Linked DNA regions of Mus musculus: regions 1 and 3 are each linked to region 2. The links are chromatin contacts, called in public Hi-C and HiChIP or PLAC-seq maps. All regions are on one chromosome and are shown on one strand. Each heading gives the region's core, a stretch centred on a gene start, on an enhancer-like site or on the middle of the called end of the contact. The rest is flanking DNA. Distances are from core to core; before and after follow the strand shown. Region 1 has its middle 11 kb from the start of Hjurp. Region 2 overlaps Atg16l1 (autophagy related 16-like 1 (S. cerevisiae)). Region 3 overlaps Eif4e2 (eukaryotic translation initiation factor 4E member 2).

What was found. Hi-C and Micro-C count contacts between places; a contact is called where the count stands out from the background. HiChIP or PLAC-seq counts read pairs in DNA pulled down with a chosen protein or histone mark.
Region 1: a contact with region 2 is called in a Hi-C map of liver, with 4 times the contacts expected there. The contact joins two enhancer-like sites. A contact is called at or near these places in 3 of 39 promoter capture datasets (the C10 cell line, the HPC-7 cell line, HPC-7-derived erythroid cells and 1 more), 8 of 484 Hi-C or Micro-C datasets (B cells, LSK cells, brown adipocytes and 5 more), 5 of 115 datasets of contacts at active chromatin or transcription factors (the SCID.adh cell line, bone marrow-derived dendritic cells, extraembryonic endoderm stem cells and 2 more) and 3 of 9 other capture datasets (adipose tissue, embryonic stem cells and liver).
Region 3: a contact with region 2 is called in an H3K27ac HiChIP or PLAC-seq map of embryonic stem cells, with 6 times the contacts expected there. The contact joins two enhancer-like sites. A contact is called at or near these places in 5 of 39 promoter capture datasets (the HPC-7 cell line, cranial neural crest, frontonasal cranial neural crest and 2 more), 9 of 484 Hi-C or Micro-C datasets (B cells, the G1E-ER4 cell line, the HL-1 cell line and 4 more), 8 of 115 datasets of contacts at active chromatin or transcription factors (T-cell acute lymphoblastic leukemia, bone marrow-derived macrophages, embryonic limb bud and 2 more) and 2 of 9 other capture datasets (adipose tissue and liver).

The regions. Positions count from the first base shown.
Region 1 is chr1:88,286,195-88,290,141 of GRCm38.p6, reverse strand. No RefSeq gene overlaps it. Among named protein-coding and RNA genes, the nearest start is that of Hjurp, 11 kb to the right of the region's middle. Within about 2 kb of position 2,476, at least 19 of the 459 cell types and tissues checked have an H3K27ac peak or open chromatin away from gene starts, as enhancers often do. A contact at or near this core is called in hepatocytes and liver, where this site is marked.
Region 2 is chr1:87,772,184-87,776,048 of GRCm38.p6, reverse strand. It overlaps Atg16l1 (autophagy related 16-like 1 (S. cerevisiae)), which reads right to left. Exons shown (of 18, transcript NM_029846.4): 7 at 1,818-1,904; 8 at 1,180-1,236; 9 at 190-292. Among named protein-coding and RNA genes, the nearest start is that of Atg16l1, 18 kb to the right of the region's middle. Within about 2 kb of position 2,563, at least 19 of the 459 cell types and tissues checked have an H3K27ac peak or open chromatin away from gene starts, as enhancers often do. A contact at or near this core is called in embryonic stem cells, hepatocytes and liver, where this site is marked.
Region 3 is chr1:87,222,883-87,227,289 of GRCm38.p6, reverse strand. Eif4e2 (eukaryotic translation initiation factor 4E member 2) reads right to left here. Exons shown (of 7, transcript NM_001039170.1): 4 at 2,833-2,937; 5 at 1,288-1,440; 6 at 1,057-1,193. Among named protein-coding and RNA genes, the nearest start is that of Eif4e2, 11 kb to the right of the region's middle. Within about 2 kb of position 1,334, at least 8 of the 459 cell types and tissues checked have an H3K27ac peak or open chromatin away from gene starts, as enhancers often do. A contact at or near this core is called in embryonic stem cells, where this site is marked.

The sequences.
Region 1 (3,947 bases), core at 1,227-3,726, 510 kb before region 2:
CACAGCCGTATGTAACTGACGCCCTCTGCTGGCTTCTACAGGCACTGCATGCTGCAGACATGTGGGCAAAACACTCATATACATAAAAATAAATCACTGTTAAAGGAAAAATAAATAGAAATATTTAGAGAGCTGATCAAGCATGACTTCTTACTCTGTGTCTGTGAGGTGTTCCTTCCCAAAGGCAGGCTCTCTCTCTCTCTCTCTCTCTCTCTCTCTCTCTCTCTCTCTCTCTGTGTGTGTGTGTGTGTGTCTGTCTGTCTGTCTGTCTGTCTGTCCAAGAATATCCTTCTCTTCTTGCTCTGGGAACAGAAGTCCAGGATTTCTAGATTTGACTTCAGGACTTTCACTAACTGACCCTCTGGTCCATTAGCCTCTAATCTGGACTGAGAGCCCCACTATTGGCTTCCCCAGTTCTGAGGCTTTGGGACTTCTAGACTGCGCTCAAGAACCCAGGGTCTAAAGCTTGTAGATGCTCTGTATAAACACATCACAATCACTCTAATGAATTATCCTCAAATAGATAGATAGGTAGGAAATAGGCAGACAGACAGATGAATAGACAATAAGTAGGTAGGTAAATAGGTAGGTAGGTAGGTAGGTAGGTAGGTAGATAGATAGATAGATAGATAGATAGATAGATAGATAGATATGGAGAGAACCCAGAAATACACTTAAGCTTCCACCTTTAACTCCATGCTGGAGGAAGGAACTACCGTGGAAAACTTCAAAAAGTAAACAATTTGAACATTTTAAATCACATGCTGGGCTAAGCAGTGTGATGAAGCCATGCCACCCCCATCCATCCTGCTAAGGACACAAACCTCTCTGTCCAGTGTATCTGAACTGTATATGCTACCCTCCCGCTAGCCCTGTTGGTACCCATCCTGGTTGTCTCACCAATGTTGTAGGGCTTACATTCAAGCTACTCTTCTTTGACTTAATCACAGCACCAGACCACAAAAAGCAGTGATGCAGATAATTGAATCTTGTCATAGAGAAGTTATACATTAAAAAAAAAAACAAAAACAAAAGCAAAGGTTCTTGACTTAATGAGAAAAAAGTTGTATGGATGATGTTGCTAAGACTTAACAGAAGAAAGACAAATCTGCCATCCACAGCATTGTGAAGAAATAGAAGTTTACACTGATATGGTCATAACACCTTCAACTGCAAAAGTTACAGCCACAGTGCGTGCCCCAGGAGAAGAAAGAGCCACATGGGCACATGTTCTAAAAGCAGGCCACTCACGCCTGTGTATTTCACATCTTCTCTGTCCTACTTTAATGTTTCGTGAGCATTTTAATGTCAGATGTATTTCCAAGACTTACAATCCTATTTTAGAACAGCCCATAATATATTGTTTGCATTCATTTGTTCATTGAGGAAATATCACTGTTTCTACCCCTACACCAGACACCATTCAAAGCAGGAAGGCACAGAAAGAGAAGGGGCTTCCTGGCCATTCTTTTCAGGGGTGGGGTAGGGTTGAGGAGGGGATGACCATAAGCAAACAGATGAATATATGAGAGGCTGAGGGATGGCGAAAGCAGTGAGAACAGCTGTTCTAGCCTGGTGTTTGTTGCTATGACAAACACCATGACCACTAGCAACTTAAGAGGAGGAAAGGGTTTGTTTCAGCTTACAGGTCTTGGTCCATCCTAAAATAAAAGTCAGAGTAGGAGCTCAAACCAGAAAGTGAAGGCAGAAACCATGGAGGACACTGATTGCTGGCACTGGTTAATATGAAATATCTGCTTTTCTGTTTGCAAAGGGATCACTACCCTGATAGGGGAGTTAACCACTTGAGACCAATGTTCCTGGGGGTCAGCCAACTCTTAGGCTGACTTGATAAGGCTTGTTTTGTCATCGACTAAACTCCAGCATTAATGACTGCAGAGTTCAAAGTGCAAAAGGCAAAGGTCCACAGGAGTTCCTGCCTAAGAGCACAGGCCCACTTCTGCCTGCTTTGCCCCATTGGGCTTTCCCACAGTTCTTCAGTGAATGGCTCTAATGGGCAAATGGATACTTATAACACCATAACTGAAAGGCGGGGCCTTTTGGCCATTTGAGAATTAGCATCTCTAGGACATGTCTGTCTATGTGCACTGTCCAGAGAATGACTTTCCCTTGAGTCAATCTCCAGCTCCAACATGGCAGCCTTGGTCACCGGGGAACCAGTGCTGTCTTTTGAGACCTCATGCTGCTGAACTCGGGGAGAGAACACTTGTTGAAGTTTTCAGGCATTCGCAGCTTTGAAGCAGTCCTTATGGTTTGCTTTTACCGTGCCAATAAATAGGTTTATTTTATTTTTAATTATGTGTGTCTCTGCAGGGTATGAGCCCTTGCATGCAGTGCCCATGGAGGCCACAAGAGGGCACAAGAACTCTTCGAATTGGAGCTACATGGGGTGAATATTCAACTGAAATGGAAACTGAAATCAGACTTGGGTCCTCTGGAAGAGAAACCGACACTCTTAATCACTCTCTAGTTTCAGCCAATAAAATTTCTCAAAAAGGTAGCATATCTGGACAGTCAAATAAATGATTAGCTAGCTGTTTCATCATTTCTCCAATCTGGCTCCAAATGTTAACTGAATCACTCTAGCCATCTTCTGTCCTCCCAGCCACTTCATCCTCACCCCAGATAATACCAATGGCGGCCCCCAAATTCACTTGTGCTATGCTATAAACACTCAGCATTGACTCTGAGGGGAGGAAGACTGGGTTGTTTGTTTGTTTGTTTGTTTTGCTCTCTCTCACACTCCAAGGTCTGCGGTCTTGACCTAGAAGACCCTTTGCCTTTCTCATCCAGACCAGAGTGGATATCCTAAAAAATGCTTTCCTCTGCCCTTCCTTGGGATGAGTGTGCAAACCCTACAGCCGGGAATGGCTTAAAGCACTTACCCTGCTGCAGGCCCCGGGAACTATGCTGGCCACTCAGAAGGCACCTTCCAAATGCTAGCACCACACGCAATGCTCCTTCACTTCTCCCTTGAAACCTGTGGCTGAGGCAGCAGGGGCTCACTGACTTTCGGGAGGGTTGACGCTACTGTCTTAGAGGTCCTCATCGACTCGTGGGGCGGGTCGGAAGGGCACCACAGCCTGCAGGCATTTGGCACGGTCTTCCTTGACAGTGAACAGGTCACCCTCATCAGGGTTTATCCAAGCATCAAAATTGTGAGTTCTGCACTAGAGTTTATAGCTCCCATGATCCTCTTTGGCTCCAGGCCCCTAGCAGGATTTTCTACCTTTTCTTTCTTCTGCTGTTCACTCTCCTCTCCCCATCTGCTGAGGGCTCAGCCAAGAGTTGCACCGGATTCTCTCTAGCTGCGTGTCGTTCTTTTGAGAAACCTTCCCACTTTAGGAGACCCAGGAAATTTTCCCACCATGCATCTCTCTCTTCATCTTCTTCTGTTTTCTCCTCCCGTGGTGCTAGCCAGCTTTCCTGGTGTAAAGAATGAGAGCACCCCGTAGTCTGCAGGGCATCACTGGCACTACCAGCCATCACGTGCCCATCCAGGTGATGCGTAGATCTTCTCACACGCCTAGCATGCCTGGCAGCGCATGCTTCTCTCTCATCGCGTGCTTCCCAGCATGGGATTTGCTCTGTGACACTTTGGGGTTGAATAGTGAACTAGCTTTTGCACATGTGTGTCTCTTTCTTAAGTCGAAGCCTCTCGTATTCTGGGCTAGCCTGTGAACTTGCTGTGTAGCAGAGGATGGCCTTGAACTCCTGATCCTTCTTCTGCCTCTGCCTTCTAAGTAGTAGAAGTACAGGAGTGCTTCCACTGGTGTGCAACACATGGATTGTGCTGTGCTTGGGGTCCCATCTGGGGCTTCATGTAGTAGTGTGTGGACTGATCTGGAACCCCCTATTTTAACCTACATTGTCCATTACCCGAATGCCTTCATGCTCCTTGATTCTCTTGTGAATCTCCTGTTCTT
Region 2 (3,865 bases), core at 1,314-3,813:
GGATGTCCCTAACAAACTCTGTGTGCTGAAACTAAGCACAACATACCTTAATTCCCCACAGGTCACAAAGCCAGCAGGTCTAAATAAGTCAGCAATGGAAAGCCTAGATGTAGCTCTCAAAGGACCAGTTAGTTCCAGATCCTGCTACCATCCCAGACTCAGAGGGGACTGAGTACAAAGCATACTTACGAAGACATACGAGGCAGTAGTTGGGACTCTCACATCTTTACCAGAAGCAGGATGAGTGTCCATGATATCCTGGGGGACTGGGATGGAAGAGACAGAGCGTCTCCTAAGGAATAACACAAAGGCAGACATTATACAAAACTGCACAGGATCAGTATCCATGAGATTGCCAGAAAAGCCTCAATGATGACCTCGTTTAAGCAGTGTGCCCGTGCTAATAGCTGTTGTCTTTCTAGACCCTCCAAAATTCAGGGTTCATACCATCTCACTCAAATGACAAGAAAGAGTTAGCCATACCTTACTTCTTGTTTGCTAACTCATGGGCTCCAAAACCCAGCACTGAAGCAGTCTCAAATGAAAGCTGCTTCCCTGTCAGTCAACTGTGGGAAAACCGTCTCGACCTAACACACTAGCTAGCTTAGAGGCGAACTCCTGGCACTTTGAAATACTGTTTTACGCTTACGATTTCCATGCCTATTTACAACCACCCTCAGTTTTTACACTGTGGTCAAGGCAAAGTCAAAGGCATGCTAAGAGAAGAGCATCAAGAGCGCAATGACTGCATGGAGCCCAACCTGACTGCCCAGCTCCAGGGCTCCAGCATTCATTCCTAGGAGCATGCAAAGCATCCTGGTTAGCATGTGGACATCGATGATTGCGGGCAGCACAGCGTGATCAGCACGATTATCAATAACCCACACTCACATGCTGGGCTGAGAGGGTAATATTTTCACCTGGCAGCATCAGAAGAATGATGTCCCAAAAGGGGAGATTCGGACAGACTAAAGGGAAAGGCCATAGATCAGCTCGCAGCAAGATAAAAAGAAAGGAAGTTGCAGAAAGAGGAAGAAGCTAAACGACAAGCTGAATTAAGGCATCCTTGTTCTTGGAACCACTGAAATTCTGGTGTACATTAAAAATAATACATCACATACATATGCTTAGGAATATTTACACATTTTCAAAAGGAAAGGTGAAGGTCTTCTAACCTACCCAAAGATATTAGTGATAGAATCCAGAAGGCCTCCAGCAGGCTGCGAGAGTCGCTTACTAAAGAGGAGGGGAGGATAGGTTTAAACCTTAGAAACATTTTGCCCCAAATCAAAACAGCCCCTAAAAATAAGTACCTGGGAATACACTTTCCATTCCCAAATCCCAGCCAAGACAAACTCAACACAGCATTTGAACCACCAGGAAATAGTAAGGAGGGAGAAGGAAAACCCAGCCTACTGTCTTAAAGAAACAAAAGGCTCTCAGGATTAACCTGATCTTCCTGCAAATGACAAGGAATCTGTCTAACATACCTAAACACTTCTGGGTACTCATGGTAAATCCAATGCATTCTTTCAGCTCTACTTTAACAAGACCCTAAGTATCTGTCCTTGTGTCCTAGGCTCTCATCACTATGTATAATAAAGTTTAACGGTTCACTCATCTCTCAGAAGGCCATTGTACCTGTTTGTGTTAGAAATGTTAGGCCACTGGTACCCTGTCTCCCTTCCACTCTCCTCTCTGTGGGGTGGACAGGGCGTGGGGGCTCTGGGTACATATGACTAGGTTCTCATGTCCACAAATGAGCAGTCACAGTGATGCTGGCGCTTGCCTTTCGCCCACCCAGCCAGTCCACTCACGTAGCTGCTCTGCTGACAGCTCGGACGGGAGAGGTCTCTTCTGTGTGGTCTGAGGTCTCATCCACAATGACTTCAATGTCATCATCCCTGGAAAGAAATGAAAGAGCATCTGTCATTGTGCCAAACAGGAGGTGTGCAAAGGCCAGTACCACATTCTATTGATGGATTCTCTCTGGAGACTTGGTTGCAAAGTGATGGTGAAGAAGAAAAGGGAACTCCACGATGTGAGAAACTAACGGTTGTACCTACTCAAAACCAACAGTGCCAAATGAGAATAAAGAATTTCCCAAAGCAAAACCTAAACGTGTGTGCTTCTGATGGCTAGAGTCTGCACACTTCCTGTGATACCCATGCTCCTTTATCCCAGCGGATGCCAGGCACCTCTGGAATTCCTCTCCCTACATATTCTTGTAGGTCAATTCTTTCCTGATGGTATGGGAGGCAAGCAATTATTTTGATATTAATGATCACTTGTGTTGCAATCTTCATGAGCAAAATAGCTTAATAAATTAAGAGATCACCACCACTTCCTGTTTGGAGGCTTAGGAATGTGAAGGCTAGATTTGTTTTTCCTTTCAGTGACTGTCTGGATAATGAGCATATATACTTAAGAACCTGTTACACCAAGGCCAAGTAAATTGATTTTTCCCTTATTTACTCTAGGATTACACAGAACTGCCTCACACTCTTGGCTGGGGTAGAGAAGAGAATAAAGAACATGGCTGTGCCTGGTTTCCTACTTGGCTGGCTTTCCTAGACCTAGAGTTTGAGAGTCAAAGGAGAAAGACGGCAAGAGGAGCTGAGTCTACAGTCATGCTCTGATGGGGTTTCAACACCCCAGAAAATACCAGGACCTGCCAAGTCATCACCTCTAGCCCAAAACGTGCATGTTTCCAACCCACACTGGCACAGCCCTGAGGAGCACACAGACTAGGGAAGCCTCTTTAGCAGGCCCTCCCAGATTTGCATTTCAGCACAAGCTCTCTATGTGGAGTCCTGGGCAGGATGCTGGATCCTTTTCATCTAGTCACCTGGTTACATTGGCAAACAAGAGGCAAGACATGACACTACCTTTTTTTCTTGTTTTTCTTTTTAAAGTAACCAAATCTCATTTTTAGGCAACCTGTGGGAAGCCACATGTGCCGTTGCAGAGTGGCACTGACTACTGCTGGCCACCACGCATAAGTTTGGACAAACAACCAATGTGTACATATGCAGTAAAGTTTTTTGCAAAGACACTGCCTGGCCCGGGCATGATAATGAGGTTCTGTAAGGTACTGAGAGTATAACCAATCAGATGTGAGACATGCAAATGAGGTATGATAATGAGGTTCTGTAAGCTACTGAGAGAGTAACCAATCAGATGTGAGACATGCAAATGAGGTATGATAATGAGGTTCTGTGAGGTACTGAGAGAGAGTAGCCAATCAGATGAGGAACATGCAAATGAGGCGTAGTACATAACCAATCCGGGTGTAAGACACGCCTCTCCTAGGCCTATAAAAGCAGCACCAGTTCTGGGCTCGGGGTCTTTTCGCCTCTACAATCAAGCTCTCCCAATAAATGTGTGCAGAAGGATCCTGTTGCAGCGTTGTTCTTCCTGGCCAATCGAGCACGCGCAAGAGCAACCCATTTATTTACTTTGTGGGTATGAAAAAATACACCAAGACCAGTTTTCTCCATTGAGGTCAGGAGACACACACATTCATGTTCTCTCCTTCTAGAGCAAAGGTTTAGCAGAACAACTTTCATTTCTTCAAGGAGGGGGTGTATGGGTGGACAGCTCGGGTTTAAACCACTCCTCTTCACTTAAAAGAAAGCAATAAAAATTCTATTTTTTAAAAATGTAAGTTTACTTATGTATGTTTAGCCTGCATGTATGTATGTAGGAGGTCAGAAGAGGGCACTGGGTCTTATAGCTGGAGATAGAGAGATGGCTGTGAGCCACCATGTGGGCACTCAGCAAGAACAAGCATTTTAAACTGCTGAGACCTCTCAGCCCAGGAGCCAATACACGTTTACGTAACAGTAGGTCTGAAGCTAAGATA
Region 3 (4,407 bases), core at 85-2,584, 550 kb after region 2:
TGGTGTAAGTGAACTCCACCACGACATCATATGTGAACACGTGGGAAAGAGTCTCACAGAGTCTGCCTGCTGATGACAACCACCGTCTGACTATTAGTCTTGAATAGGAATGGCAGGATGATGATATTGTACTAATGATGACAACAATGATACTTGGTCCTGTAAGTGTTCTTGCTCTGAGGACCTTCAGTTATTAAGATTAAAACAACCTAACCACAACCTTACTATTTATTTCTGGACTCCCATCTTATAGCTGGAGACACTGAGGCAGAGTTGTAGAGACTTGCCAAAGGCACATACTGGCTCAGGGCCACAGGAGACAATAAACATAAAGAGACCTGACTCCAGATGGCTGGCTTTCCTTCCACCTATGAGACAGTCTGGAAGCCACTCCCACAACTTATTCATAATGACCTGATCTCATCTGTCACTGTCCCTGAAGGAGAAGCCCTCACCAGTGATTATTGATATGGAGAGCACTCACTGTCTTCAGTGGGATACAAAGCTGCTTTTTCCTGTGTCTCTACCCTCCCTTCTCCTCTCTCACAATCTACAGTACTTCACCTAGACTCCAGATCTATACATACAAAGTAAAGTCACCACTCATAAAAAGAAGTCACTTTCCCAAGACAAAGAGTACAGACTAAAGCTAACAGGTTAAACAGACATGCAAAGGTGGGGTCAGGGTGGGCAGGGAAGAGGATTTTATTGTTCAGTAATTGTCTTTTAAAACAGCCAAGAGAAACTTCTGAAAGAGCTTTGTCTTTCATTTTAAAATAGTGGTTAGCATAAGAAAGACAAGACAGCCTATAGAAAAGAAACCAGCCCAGGTAGGAAAACTGGGTTTCTGCAGAAGGGCCCTTTGCGCCATAGCACCTTGGTAGATCCTTGGAGCCTCACTAACAGGAACTTCAAGTGGCCAAAGCCCTGGAGGGGGCTGGTATGTCCCTATGTCACAAGTCAGTGTCATATATGACAATATTCATCTGGGCCCAACTATGGAGCTACTCCTGCTAAGCTCAGGGACCTGTCCCCCCCAAGCCCCCCAACACGTACTTGATGCTGTCGGTGTGAGTTTTGTATTCCATAATGGTGTTGGGAGGTAGGTTAAGCACGCGCCGAAGAGTATCCCGGATTCGGGCTGTAGTTGCTTGGTCGCTGGCAGTCTTATTCCATATAGAAATAATGTCCTCCTAAGGGAGGAACAGAGTGAATTATCAAACCAACCAGAAGTAGCAAAGACAACAGCGGCAACACAAGAAAGAGCACTGGCCTAGACTGACTTACCTGAAAGCGGACAGAGACCACAGCCCCGCAGATCTCCTCCCCAACCATGAATTGCTCCCCGAGCATAGCCAGGATGAGATTCTCCCAGCAGCGGGAAGCTAAGCCCTTCCGGAGTCGAATGATCCACTTGCCCCCATTTTTATTTGCATCATCCTATAGAAAGACAGAAAGCATCAAGGTTAAACTACTGGTCCACAATGTCATCTTTGAATACCAAAGAATACTTCTGAAGACCAGTGAAGTCTGGCCACTTTCCAATTTGACATTATTTCAATGTTAAGGAGAGAAGAAACAGGGAACAAAAAAAAGCAAGAAAAAAAGGCAGGCATCCTTGATTTAAATAATTTTTTAAAAGGACTAAATAGATCTTTTAAAAGAATCCACTTTTATCTGAATTATTTCAGGAATCACAGTGAAATGGTATATATTTCAAACACAGACCATAATCACCTTTTGCTAAAATCTGACTGTCACTAAGTACCAAGTACACAGGTAGAAGCTCAGATCGTAGCACAGGCACAATGGAGTAGAGATACACAACAAATTAATTACAGCCACACAGCCTAATGAGTACTACTGTAAGCATGCACACAGGATGGTGAGAGCATAGGGCAGAAACCTCCAAGGGAACACTTAAGCTGGGCCTGAGGGAAACATGTAATACGTAAAGCAGAAGGATGCTAAGGGCATGGGAGGAACAGGTCTCACTGAGCCAGGAGGAAGGGAAGATTTTTCACATTTTCTAGAACAGTTATTTTTTTTTCTTAGAAAAATGCTCTGGCCCTGGAGTAGAAGTGTTGTTCCAGAATGCAGTCAAGTAACAGCTCTTCAAAGAGATCACAGAGCTCGCTTCCAGACTCCTGGTCTTCTAGAGTTTTTTTCTTGCCACTTTAATCCTCTATCTACTAAGCAAAAGCATTGCACATACATATGCACACAGACTTGTTCTAAGGGAACCAGGGCATTTAAAGAAAACTTTTACTGCTATAATAGCACCATTTGAATGACAGCATCTAAGATGGTTTGAGTAAGAATGGCCCTTAAAGGCTCATATATTTGAATTCATAGTCACCAGGAAGTAGCTCTATTTTAAAGAATTAGAAAGATTAAGAGGTGTGCTCTTGCTAGGGCAAGTAGGTCACTGGGGGTGGATTCTGAGGTTTAAAATTTAAAAGTCCAGGGTCTCATCCTTTGCCTATAAATCCAGACACTCATCTGCTGTCCCAGCACCACGTCTGCCTGCATGCCATTATGCTACCCACCATGATGACAATGGACTAAATATTTGAAATTAAAAGCAAGCCCCAACTAAATGCTTTCTCTCTTAACAGTCACCTTGGTCATGGTGCCTCTTATAGCAATACAACAGTGACTAAGAAAAGCCATAAGCCATGAACACATACAATTGCATCAAATAGTGTTACAGCTTTGAGAGAAAACTTCAAAAGTCTTTTAACCCTGGCAGAATTTAAAATTAAATTTAAAGCAAATAGATAAAGAAAAATGAGTCTGCTCCTAAAAGCAGCTAGAGACACCAGTCCTTACCTCCCACATAGGTTTAATCCCTTCTTTGAAGAGATGAAAGTCACTGTGGCCTGTCAGGTCCCCAGGACGTACCATGTGGCTGTAAAACTTCCAGAACTGCTCCACCTGTAGAAAGAAGAGCCAAGGGTACAAGGACTTTAATCTCTTCTTTGAATGCACACAAAGCTGTATTACTGAGAACAGAAACATGGGAGACACCCTGCCTCAGGTACCTTCTTTAGGGGATACATTTTCATTTGGAGCAGGGTAGAAAGAAGACTATCATATAGGGTTTTTATTTATTTAAGACAAGGTCTCTTGTAGCCCAGACTGGTCTTGAACTGACCTACCTCCTGCCTCTACCTCCCAAGCTTGCACTACCATGCCTGACTAATACAGTTTAATCAAAGAAAAACAAAACAAGACAAAATAAAACACAACGCACAACACTTTCAATACAAGGATAAACTGGGCGGGAGAGCTGACTCAGGGCCAAGTACTCTGGTTTAACTTCCAGAGGACCCAGATTCATTTCCTAGCACTCATGTGGCAGCTCACTACCATCTGTGAGTGACAGTTCCAGGGGATCCAATACCTTCTTCAGACTATGCACACTGTACACATGTGATGCAGATATACATTCAGCCAAACACTAATACAGATAAAATATTTAAAATCTAAAAAAACAGTTTATGAAAACTGCTGGCCTCCATTAGCAGCTTGAGGTGGCAAAGGAGGCCACGCTGACAAGTACCACCTCTCATGTAATAACAGCGCCAGCTCTTTGCACAACTGAAAACTTTTTATACTGAGGGATGTCAGGAAACACAAGGCCTCACATGTATATACTTGTAGAGCCAAATCTAATTTTCTTATTTTGTTTAGATAGGGCCTCACACTATAGCCCAGGCTGAACTAGATCTAGAGTTTCTACCCCTCCTCTCAGCTGGAAAGATTATGTCTCTTCTTTATTTACCTTGAACGTAAGAAAACTAGATTTATAGTTTTCTTTCAAATATGTTTATATACTTATAATCCCAGTATTCAGGAGCTAGGGGACATGGATCACCCAGATGGAGTTACATAGTGAGACCTTGCATAGAAAACAAACAAAAACAACAACAACCAAACAAAAAGCCCAGAGGCTGGAAATCCAGATAGCTTAGGGGTTGAAAGGACTTGCTGCTCTTCCCAGAGGACCTGAGTTCGGTTCCCAGCACTCACACTGGGTGGCTCACAACTGCCTATAACTATAACATCTGGGGATCTAATATCCTCTTTTGGCTTCTGGGTGGTGGTGGTAGTGGTGGTGGTGGGAGGGCACATGCGCACATGCACACAAATAAATAAAAAGAAACAACCATTAAACTTTGAAAGATGTCTTATTATTTTAAAGATTTATCTTATCTTTAATTATGTGTATCTATCTGTGTCTATGTGCACATGCCCACAAGGCCAAAAGATATCAGATTCCTGGGAGCTGGCACTGCAGGAAGTCATGAGCTACCTGGGAATCTGCAAGAGCAGCATTCTAGTGCCAGGAATGTGGATTATGGCTCAAGGAAGCTGAGGCAAAAGAATCACAAGTTCTGAGCC